Regions from separate parts of the Mus musculus genome. Here region 2 is linked to region 1. A link is a contact called in public HiCAR-type data. All regions are on one chromosome and are shown on one strand. Each heading gives the region's core, a stretch centred on a gene start, on an enhancer-like site or on the middle of the called end of the contact. The rest is flanking DNA. Distances are from core to core; before and after follow the strand shown. Region 1 overlaps Camk2g (calcium/calmodulin-dependent protein kinase II gamma). Region 2 holds the start of A430057M04Rik (RIKEN cDNA A430057M04 gene).

Evidence for each region. HiCAR-type assays count read pairs that join an accessible place to other places.
Region 2: a HiCAR-type map of astrocytes shows a contact between it and region 1, with 2.4 times the contacts expected there. The contact joins the promoter of A430057M04Rik here to the enhancer-like site in region 1. A contact is called at or near these places in 2 of 39 promoter capture datasets (hippocampal neurons and pre-B cells) and 2 of 115 datasets of contacts at active chromatin or transcription factors (astrocytes and trophoblast stem cells).

What each region holds. Positions count from the first base shown.
Region 1 is chr14:20,772,708-20,778,247 of GRCm38.p6, reverse strand. The region is part of intron 3 of Camk2g (calcium/calmodulin-dependent protein kinase II gamma); the gene reads left to right. Among named protein-coding and RNA genes, the nearest start is that of Camk2g, 19 kb to the left of the region's middle. Within about 2 kb of position 2,422, at least 33 of the 459 cell types and tissues checked have an H3K27ac peak or open chromatin away from gene starts, as enhancers often do. A contact at or near this core is called in astrocytes, where this site is marked.
Region 2 is chr14:21,844,801-21,850,215 of GRCm38.p6, reverse strand. A430057M04Rik (RIKEN cDNA A430057M04 gene) reads right to left here and starts at 2,638. Exons shown (of 3, transcript NM_176925.3): 1 at 1,137-2,638; 2 at 479-582. The coding sequence starts at 1,345. It overlaps Comtd1 (catechol-O-methyltransferase domain containing 1), which reads left to right and starts at 1,306. Exons shown (of 7, transcript NM_026965.2): 1 at 1,306-1,437; 2 at 1,548-1,675; 3 at 1,901-2,006; 4 at 2,096-2,214; 5 at 2,289-2,343; 6 at 2,469-2,602; 7 at 2,789-4,355. The coding sequence starts at 1,344. The coding sequence ends at 2,941. It overlaps Vdac2 (voltage-dependent anion channel 2), which reads right to left. Exons shown (of 10, transcript NM_011695.2): 10 at 4,337-5,070. The coding sequence ends at 4,979.

The DNA.
Region 1 (5,540 bases), core at 1,173-3,672:
GGTTCTCAGGACTCAGTGTGAGCCTTTATGTGGAAGAGCGGAGGGTGAGCTCCAGCCCGTAAGAGCTGAGAAGAGCAGCCCTGAGGTAACTAGAACTCCAGCCATACAAGGTTTTATAGATCACAATCAGCAACTTGGATTACACCCGAAGCTGACTGGCATAGCCAGTGCTCCACTTCACTTGCTGCAATGCGTTTCGTCTTAGCCAGGGAGGCTGTGCTGGCCCACGAGCTGCAGGAGCTCCTGCTTAGCCTTCGAGGTTAGACTTTCACTTGGAAAACACAGCAGGGACCAGTGTGCTGCCATTGATAGAGGGCAACAGAGAGAAATGCTAGAAAAACAGTCACAACATTTGGCTAGTTCAGTGACATAAATGGTATTTTTTTAAAGATTTATTTATGTATTTTCTGTATATGAGTACAGTGTAGATGTGAGCCTTCATGTGGTTGTTGGGAACTGAATTTTAGGACCTCTGCTCGCTCTGGTCAACCCCGCTGGCTCCTGTTGGCCCCGCTCACTCCACCCAAAGATTTATTTATTATATCTAAGTACACTGTAGCTGTCTTCAGACACCCCAGAAGAGGGTGTCAGCTCTCATTACGAGTGGTTGTGAGCCACCATGTGGTTGCTGGGATTTGAACTCAGGACCTTTGGAAGAGCACTCAGTGCTCTTACCCACTGAGCCATCTCGCCAGCCCATAAATGGTATTTTTATTACTCACAAATATTTAAAAATGAGATTTCACACGCTGAGGTGAGAGGCTCGCCTCTAAAGTTACATACTGCCCACCACTGGGAAAGGTAGCATGCACCTTTAATCCCAGTACTTAGGGGGCAGAGGCAAGTAGGGTGTTATAGATCCATAAGATAATGAGCTCCAGGCCTGCAGAGCTATGGAGTAAGACCTCGTCTCAAAACAGAACAGAACCAAAACCCAATAAGGCTACCCACTAGCTACCTACTAGCTCGGGCATAGCTTCCTTTGTGTTTCTTGTGATCAGCTCGGTAAGAATGATCAATTGTGTGGAGGACAGAGGGGCTGGGGGCAGTGAGCGAGGAGGCTCTGCTCTGCTGCTTCTGGGGCGTGTTGAGTGGACCATGAGAAGGTGAGGATTTAAGAATGACAACTGAGAAGTCGGGTGACAAGGACCTAACCTAAAACATAGCTAGCCTTCCTTTTATTATTTATAGCAATATGTTTATATCATCCATGACCTCTCACTTTGTGTGGTTTAATACCTTTTCCCCCTCTGCAGTTAGCTCAGAATAAAGGCAGAGAGAGGAGCCAACAGTCCCTGTGTCTAAACTATTGACACCCAGGAAAAGCATGGTAAAGTCACTTTGGTGACTTTTCAGAGTACCAGAAAGTAGCCCTCGATTTTTTTGTTTGTTTGTTTTGTTTTGTTTTGTTTTGTTTTGTTTTTCGAGGCAGGGTTTCTCTTTATAGCCCTGGCTGTCCTGGAACTCACTTTGTAGACCAGGCTGGCCTCGGACTCAGAAATCCGCCTGCCTCTGCCTCCCGAGTGCTGGGATTAAAGGCATGCGCCACCACGCCCAGCTTGTATCCCTCCGTTTTATGGCTGCTCGTGTGTCCTGAGGCATGTGTTGGTCTGAAGACCAATTCCAGGGTTAAGAGAGCAGAAAGAAGGGCCAGCCAGGACTGTATTCTGGGGGTGTTGTCTGGCTGGACCCTCTGGCTCCTGGTGGAAACCAAGACTCCTGGAGATGTGGCTGAGCTCTCGGTCCGGGAGGCATGGGTTGCCATGGATCAGAACCTGGCTTGTGGCTGAGAGGAGACTGTGCCCTTAATTCACTGTTCCTCTCTCCACTGCTGTGTCCCCAGTCCTCAGACCGTTTAGTTCTGGCCTTTTAAACTCCATGCAAAGGAACATGCATCTTACCCAGTAGTTGCACAATTTAAAGGGCCGAGAGCAGAGATCAGATCTTCAGCCTCTGGCTGTTTTCAGACTTAGTAGCGTTGAAATTCATGAGCATTTGGTGCAAGGAGCCAGGCGATCCCAGTTTTCCCCCTAGTACATATTCTGTGCTGAGTTAGAACCTGCTGGAAGAGTGAACCCTAATGTTAAAACTGTGGGTTCTGGGTAATGATGTGTCATTGTTCATAGTGAAGAATCTGTGCATGGGAGTCAGAGGTATATGAACCTTCTGCTCAGCTTTGCTGTGAACCCAACACTGCTATTAAAAAATAGAATCAATTAAAAGCAAGCAAACCATGGCTGTTTGGGTGTAGGGTACACTGTTGAACTCAGAGAGGCTGGGAGAGTGGCTGGCTTTAGGAGTTATGTGGAGGAGCGGGCTAGTGCGATAGTCTGAAGTCTGAATGGAGTGCGTGCTGCCTGTGATCTGCTTGCTCTCTGTTCTGAATTCCTCTAATGAATAGACTGTCTTCTTCCGTGCTGAGCTGCCCCAGCAGTTTCCATCACAGCCTAGCGTTTGTGGTTTAAAGCAGCACTTCTCAAACTTTTATGTGCTTATGAAGCAGCCAGGGATCGTGTCAAAATTCAGATCCTGATTCAGTAGGTCTTGGTGGGGAGGGGGAGGGGAGGCTGAGATTTCTTCCAGCTTCAAGGTCTCCAGGTGATGTTCATGCTTTGATCTGTGGTCCATCAGTTTGTGACTTCTGGTCAGGGTCACTGGGCTTGGATTTTGGCTTCCTATTTAGAAGCTGTCAGTCACTCTAGCAGATTATTTAACCCTATTGTGTCTGTCTGCTTTGTCCTTTGTGTCCCTTCTTGTGGAGTCAGCAGAGGGTTCTTCTGAAAGGGATATACTGGGAGATGGAGAGCAGAAACACAAACACACAAGCAGAGATTTTGAATCTCAGCTCCTCCACCCTTGCCCCAGCTCCCCTGTTAAATTATTCAAGTCTGCCCACAGTAAACCTTGGGCCCAGGACCGGTTCAACTGATAGTAAATGTAGCAAAAGCAATTGCTAAGCAAAAGGAAACATTGTGACTGAGCGTTCCTTAATCTTTCCTCCATGTTGGGAAGGAAGGCTGAGACCCGCCACAGCTGCGGGACAGACTGAGATCTCTGAGTAACAGCTCACTCCTGCAGGGTTATTATTGCGGACATTTGAAAGGCATTCCTTACTTTAATTTTAAATTTGTATTTATGTGCATTCATGGGCGGTGCGAATGCAGGTGTCCTCCAAGGCTTGAGGTATTGGATACCCCGAGACGGAGTTTCAGGCAGTTGTGAGCTGAGTTTCAGGCAGTTGTGAGCTGCCCAGGGTGGGTGTGAGAACCAAACCTGGGTCCTCGGCAAGAGCAGTAGGTAGGCACTCTTAACTGCTGAGCCATCTTTTTCTAGTCCTAGTTATAGACATTTTTAACAGATGCTTTTTCAGTATTGTTTTTGTTTTGAGAAAGACTTTTAAAGTAAATATGGCTTATTGTTGGTGTTTTTGAGGAACTGGAAATAGCCACTCACAGAATTTGGGTCGTAGATTTGTTGGTCCATGAGAGTATAAAATGTTGAGTAAAGCCTGTGTAGGGCTGTCCTTGCCCCACTGATTTTATAGTGATTAGGTTTATTGCTGACCTCCAGTTGCGATTTATGTTTCTCCTAGACTTGGTTTGGTCATCCTGGCCTTTGTGCCTTGTACTTAACTATGAAATGGCTGGGTGTCTGATGACATTCCATGTGGCCGTAGTACCATTAATGTAACTAGTTACATATTTGCATAATTGTTAGTTAGAGCCTGTCTGCTTCTCCATGGGTGTGCTCCCTAGTGGCAGGACCTGGCTTCTTCTCTTCACAGCTGTATAGACAACAGTGTCTGCTTCAGGGTAGTCAGCTAATGAATATGTTAACCAATTAGAATGGCCAGAGCTGGCAGGGACAGAATGGAACTTCTTCACCTAAGAGGATAGACAAAATGTCCTTCTGTGATAGGAAGGATCTTGATGTTAGTTTGCCAAGTTTGTGGCTTCAAGTTCTGCTACGTAGTGTGACTTTGAACTTTTTTTAAAGCCTGTCTCCTCTCCCTTTGGTGGGGATGTCATACACAGTTGTCTGATACAGCTAAAGTGGGGATTCAGTAAAGTCTTCTCATAAAATACGTCACCTGGGCTGGGAACGGAGCTCAGTTGGCACAGCACTTGCAGGTCATGAACAAGACACTGGGTTCAAGTCCCTAGCACTGCGTCAACACGGTGTAGCTGTGCCCATAATCCCAGTGCTCAGGAGGAAGTGGAAGAGGCAAAAGGATCAGAAATTCAAGGTTATCCTTAGCTACGTAGTGAGTTCAAGTCCTGCCTTGGTTACATGCGACGCTGTCTTAAAAAAGTAACACAGTGGTTGGCACATAGGAATAGCTTAATTAAATCATAGTCATTTTAATTTTAATCAAGAATCAGCTGTGCTTAATATGGCACAGTTAATTTTCTCTTCTTTGCCCTTAGTTCCTATTAATTTTCTTTACAAATTAAAAAAGAAAAAAGATAGCAGAGCCCTCTTGTCTTGGCATGTCGGTTGTTGGTTGTGCTTGGGGCTTACATCAGAACCTTTGGGGCAGGGTGGCCTGGAAGGATTAGCTTTCTGCTCCTCTGCTAATCCCCGCCCACCTGCGCTCTGTGTGTGGCCTTCTTCCAGAAGGGCAAAGGCCTGGGTGTCTTTGCCTGTGGCCCTGCTCCTAGACCTGCAGTGCTGGGAGGGTTGGGGGTGGAGGGTGGAGTATTGGGAGGAGGTTGTCCAGGTGAGGCCAACCTCAAGGCTCATGGCCAAGCCCAGCAGGGCAGGGCACCTGGGCTCCCTTGGGAGTGGTTGTTAGCATCCTACCTGCTGTCTTGTCAGCTCAGCACCTTGCTACTGTTAGTCAGCTCCCTAATGAAGCTGGTCTTTGGCTTCTGGGACAGCTGATTTCCAGGAGATTATTTGTATTACACACTTTAATGCTTTTTAATAACTTTTTTTTTAATTAAATGGAAAGTCCTTTTGGAAGCAACGGTGTAGCCGCAGCAGGACTCAGGATGAGGCACTGGCAGAGACCAGAGAAGGGGGAAGGAGGAGGGCTGTGGGGAGCTTGACCAAGCCTGGGTTCGGTGGGTTGGAAGGGCAGCAGGTGCTCTAACTGCGGCTCCTTCATCCTAAAAGCCCTCCCCTGTCATCTGCACGCTAGAGAAGTGTGAGAAGGTTTGCAGAACCAGATAAGATCGACAGCATGGGCAATGTGGTTGTTAGCCCTGGATCCGGGCCTGGCAGGCCTCTGAGTTCTCATTCCTCCTGTGAGAAAGAGAGCTGTGGTGATGCTCAGTGCCTGTGGCAGCTGAGTTGGTATTTTGCTTTCTGGCTGCTCTTGCTTCCTCTGTTGAAGGGGACACAGGAAGTGCCCCAGCCCTTAGGGATGCTTTGGCACTGGAAAGGGCAGCAGCGTGGGCCTGCCAAGGAAGTGGCACCATGATTTTTTTCTGCCCAAGCACTTCACCAGTTGCTTTGGTGTCAGGCCATTCCTGAAATGCTCTGGAAGGTTTTCCTCTAACTGTTGAGCATTGGCGCAGAGGTCAGAGACATGAAGG
Region 2 (5,415 bases), core at 1,389-3,888, 1.1 Mb before region 1:
AGCAGCATTGGCTTCAGTTGGCCAGGTCTAGGGCTCTCTCACTGATCCTGCACCTGTCTGCCTGCCTCCGGAGGGTCTCCGGGCCTGGCCAGTGTTGTTAAGAAACAGACTTCCAGGGCAACCACCTCTGAGGCCCTGTGGACTCCAGCTCTTAAAGACAGCACCAATAGCCTACTAAGCCTGTGTGTGAGGCACACTGTGCGGGTGTTTTCAACCGGAACTCCATCGGGTGTTGTGTGCAGTGAGTGTTGTGAAATATAACTCTGCAAGACAGTATTCTTGGTGGCCCGAGGCAAGGTGCACCCCTGAGAAATTACACTGTGCAACAGTTCTGGTATAAAGGGGGTTTACTGGGAGAAGAGGACTAGAGGCTGGCAAGTGGCTATGTAGACAGACAGATGGGAATGAAGCCAGGGGAGGGGGGAAGGGGGCCAAAGGACTGGAGTGGGGTGGGGGTCTTTTTATCTGTGGCACATACCTGTCGTACGTGGGGGGCGGGGCAGGTGATGCCTTAAGCAATTGCTAGGTCCCTGAGGGCAGGTCAGCAGAGTCTCCTGTGAGCGAAGTCTAGAAAGGATTTCACTGTAGAAAAAAGAGGGACAGTAACACTTGAACTGCATTCCAGTTGTACCTGTCCAGTTGTTTCCAAGTCATAAACTACCACAGTCTTTTGCTTCCACCAGAGTTCAGCATATAGTAGATATTCAATAAATGTCTAGGGAACACCGGTCTAGCAGATAGCCTTGCAAGGGGAACTCAGCTGCTGCCTGCCAAGATGCTACCGCTTCCCAAGGAACCCTCTCTAGCCAATGACCATAACAGCAAGTACCACTATTGAGCACCTACTATGCGAGGAATCCCGTGCCTATCGTAGTAAGGCTGTAATACCTGCTTTACAGAAAAGAAACAGACTCGGAAAGACGGACCGTCACACAAAAAAGCTACACCCAGCATCCCAGCCACTAAGGATACTGTCTTGGAAACCAGGTGACTCTAAACCAGGTTCTTGGTTCCTTTAACTTGGGCACCCCTCCAGCAAGCATTCCCGAGTCTCTTTGGATTCCTCCATTAGCCACACTCACTTTATCCCCTCTCCCCATGCTCACAAGAGCCCTGGTGCAGAGATGACTCCATACCCCGACGCAGTTCCGCATGCAGCCACCGGGTGGCGAGATGTTCTCAGCCTGACCTTGCAATACGGCCATGTGTCACCAGATGGTGCCCGAGGACGCGGCTCTGTGGGCAGGGCCCGGACAAGGTGGAGCCCTGTCGGCTTACTGGTCCCAGTCCCATCCTCGCTACTCCAGCACACGTGACCTCCGCCGCCGCTGCTAACCTGCACCATGGCTCAGCCCGTCCCTCGGCTATCTATCCCAGCCGCACTGGCCCTGGGCTCGGCCGCGCTGGGCGCCGCCTTCGCTACTGGTCTCTTGCTGGGTGAGCTGGGCTGGGCTGCTGCAGTCCGGGGAATGGGAGGAGGGCGCGGAGAAGAGCCGGAGAACCCGGTCAGAAATGCAGGCCCTGACTCGGCACCCTCTCCCCGGCAGGGAAACGGTGGCCTCCATGGGGGTCCAGGCGGCAAGAGCGCCTGCTGCCACCTGAGGACAATCCCCTGTGGCAGTATCTGCTGAGCCGCTCCATGAGAGAGCACCCGGCGCTGCGGAGCCTGCGACTGGTCAGTAGGACTGGGACCGAGAACCGGCTCCCCACTTCCAGCGTGGTGGACCTCACGTGGCTGTGTGACCTTGAGCTAGGCAGAAACCCTCTCTGGGCTTCCGGGTTCCCTGAGACCTGTCCCCTCTAGGCCACACCCGCCACCGAGCCCCTGAATGATTCAAAACCTCAGGGGGGAGGTGGGGGGGGTGACTGGTATGAATGGCACCTCCCTCTCCCCACACAGCTGACCCTGGAGCAGCCGCAGGGGGATTCCATGATGACCTGTGAACAGGCCCAGCTTCTGGCCAACCTGGCGCGGCTCATTAAGGCCAAGAAAGCTCTGGATCTGGGTAGGAACACGCAGCCATGGTCTCTGGAAACCAGGGTCACAGGGCAGCCCTGCACCCTGAACTGAGCTTGACAGTGTCCCCTTCCACAGGTACTTTCACGGGCTACTCGGCCCTGGCCCTAGCCTTGGCGCTTCCGGAGGCTGGCCGCGTGGTGACCTGCGAGGTTGACGCAGAGCCCCCGAAGCTGGGACGGCCCATGTGGAAGCAGGTGAGAGCCCCACACCTGCGGCCGTTCGGGCTCCGGCTCGGGGGCGTGCCGGCCTGACCGGCCTCCTTCCGCAGGCAGAAGTGGAGCAGAAGATCGACCTTCGGCTGCAGCCCGCCCTGCAGACATTGGGTGAGCACCAGTGCGGGAGGGACCCAGACAGCACTGTCCAACCCCGGGGAACAAAACTGGCGACCCTGAGCAGCCCGCTGAGACCCTAGCTCAGCCAGCGGCACATGCCCTCTGTCCCTGTTAAGATGAGCTCCTAGCGGCGGGCGAGGCCGGAACCTTCGACATAGCCGTGGTGGACGCGGACAAAGAGAACTGTACCGCCTACTACGAGCGCTGTCTGCAGCTCCTACGTCCCGGAGGCGTGCTCGCTGTACTCAGAGTAAGGACTAGCTAAGGCAAAACTGCTGCTTCTTGTGGCTGGGTACCCACTCTTCTCAGCTCTTCCCACCCCACCCCCCAGCCCCGCCCCAAAGCCCACCCAGAGTATCATAGGTCCCGCCCCTCCTGGCTAAAGCTCTGGGTCGGCTACCCCCCACTTCCGACGGCCCCGCCCCTCCATCTGTAGGTCCTGTGGCGCGGAGAAGTGCTGCAGCCTCAGCCCAGGAACAAGACTGTTGAATGTGTGCGGAACCTGAACGAACGCATCCTGAGGGACGCCAGGGTCTACATCAGCCTCCTGCCCCTGGATGATGGCCTCTCCTTGGCCTTTAAGATCTAGGGTTAACACGAAGCTTAGGGCCTGGGTGTGAGAACCTAAGACCCCCAGCCAGTGACCTGACTTTTAAACCTGACAATAAAGGTACTGGACACGCGACCTTCTGAGCATCCTCTTCCAGCGTTCACTTGGTGGAGGGTTCCCTCCCTGCAGGTCTCCCTGGCACCAAGGCTTGTGGCCTTATCTGACCGCATAGTTTTAATAAATTGTCCTAGCTGTACTCACTGAGTAGAGTTCCAACAGGCTTGGATATAAGGGAAGACCCTATCTGTCTCTGGCCTCCCAGCCACATGCCACAGAGATGTCGAGATAGGGCCTTTTATAGCTGGCAGTCTACTCATGTTTTCACAGGGCTGAAGCCTCCCCAGCCTAACTTGTGTGCAGTGGAAGCCCAGACTACAGGACCTAAGGTTGGCTGGCATTTCTATCTGCTCCCTCATCCCCTTAAGTCCTAAGGGAGGAGACTGATGGCCAAGGTGCAAAGCAGACAGAGTGGGAAGCCAACCTCATTCAAGAAACCTCAGGAACTTGAAGCTTTTGCAGCACTGTCCTTTTGGGGGACACTATAAGGAGCCAACCTTTATTGACCTGAGGCCTGGTGCTTTGCTGCTCTAGAAGAAAGGTAAAGTTCTTTGTACTGAGGCAGAAAGGACAGTTTCTGGGACACCACAGGTTTGCCACTCTGGGGTAAGAAAGGCCCAAGTGATGTGCACTTAGCAGCTGCTACAAGTACAGATGTGTGAGCCCACAACTGAGTCCCTGCCACACACCACCAACCCTCTGGGGACTAGCTGTGCCCTACCCCTTCTTCACAAGTCACAAGTACATACTGAGGTGCACACAGGGGACCTGGTCCAATCCATTTTGAAGTGCCTTTGATGCACTGGTAGCCCACATGAGTCCACTCGCTCAGCAGAGCCAGCATGAAGAACACTTGTTAGCTGAGGGTCACAGGGCAGTAACATGCACCATTTCTATTGGGTAAGTCCCAAAGTACCCATTTTCTTAGCTGTCCTCTCAAGTTTAAACTACACCTCAGAAGTGACACTCACCTCTCACCTGTGACACACCACCTCCCCAGGGAAGCTGGCACGGTCCTACTTTTCCAACCAGGATCACTAGGTAATACATATCACCCAGGTGATGGCGAAGGGGGCTGCCTGGTCCAGACCCCAGCTCAGCTTTTCAACGCTGTCAATAGAAGAGAATGGTGCCCACTTTCTCCTCTCTTGGCCTGTTGCTTCCATCTACCCAGGCTCCACTTTCTGTAGCGTGGCTCAGAAGGAAGGGGATGCATGCCTATTTAGCCACTCAGCACCACCCCTGCATCTCCCTTCATCATCCATGGGTTAACAGTGATTCACTCTAACTTTGCACAAACTTAGAAACTGCAGAGTATTAAAGTATGTATCCTTGTATTTTATTGTAATCTCAAAGACCTCGTGGATTATGCTAGGGACACAAGGAATTTGGTTGCACAGGTTTAGGTAAAGAGCAAAATGCTCACCAGAAAAAAGTATTTGCCAAGAAGATTAGACCCTAGGCTGGCAATCTGTAACTGCACATACGTGAGCCATTAGTTATGTACACTTGTTTTATTCATAATTTGTCATGTTTGGGGTTACCAAAGTAATTCTAATGATGGGTGAATATAACAAAAAAAAATCTTTTACCTCATCTTAAAACAGCCACTGATCCATCTCATTCAGTACAATAGTCAATGTTAAAAGGAACATAAAACAAACATGCACACCATGGCACGGTTTTCATAAACGTCTATTTCATCATTGGTGGGTAGCACATTTAACAGTTAAATACATTTAAATAATGTATAGGGGGCCGCACCACGGCAGCACTGATAACCATCCAACTAGGAACCAGCCAACAGTGACTGTCTAAATATTTAAAATACAGCTCTTGCTTCATCATCCTTTGATGTGATCACCTTCTGGGGGAAGGAAGGGGAGCCTGCTGGTCGCATGGAAATATATTAAGGCCAAATCTTCTGATATTCGTTCCCAGAGGTTTCTTTTAACTGGATTAAGCCTCCAATTCCAAGGCAAGCCCAAGTTTGTGGCCTCCAGCATTAAAGCTCTTCCCGTCTACCAGAGCAGACAGTGTAAGCTTCACACCTGTGAACAAAGCAAACCACCATGATGGGCCTGAGAGCACTCCACCCTGCCGGCCCTTCCTCAGCACGCAGCCTCCACACTGACTCCAGCCAGCAGAGAGCACCTAGATCAACAGTGGTGCTAAAAACTGATGGTCAACACCATCTGAGGGCACAGGGAGGTTAGTAATAAATAACAAGTTCAAAATGCCCTAAAAGCCATGTTCTAAAAACCGTCTTCACTGGACTACTCAGACTAAATTAACACTGGAGACCAGATCACAACTGAAGCCTAAAAGAGGCACCCAGGGACACAGGACACAGTAGGTAAGTTAGTGCTCGTCTGAGATAGCACGTCGGGAACTGG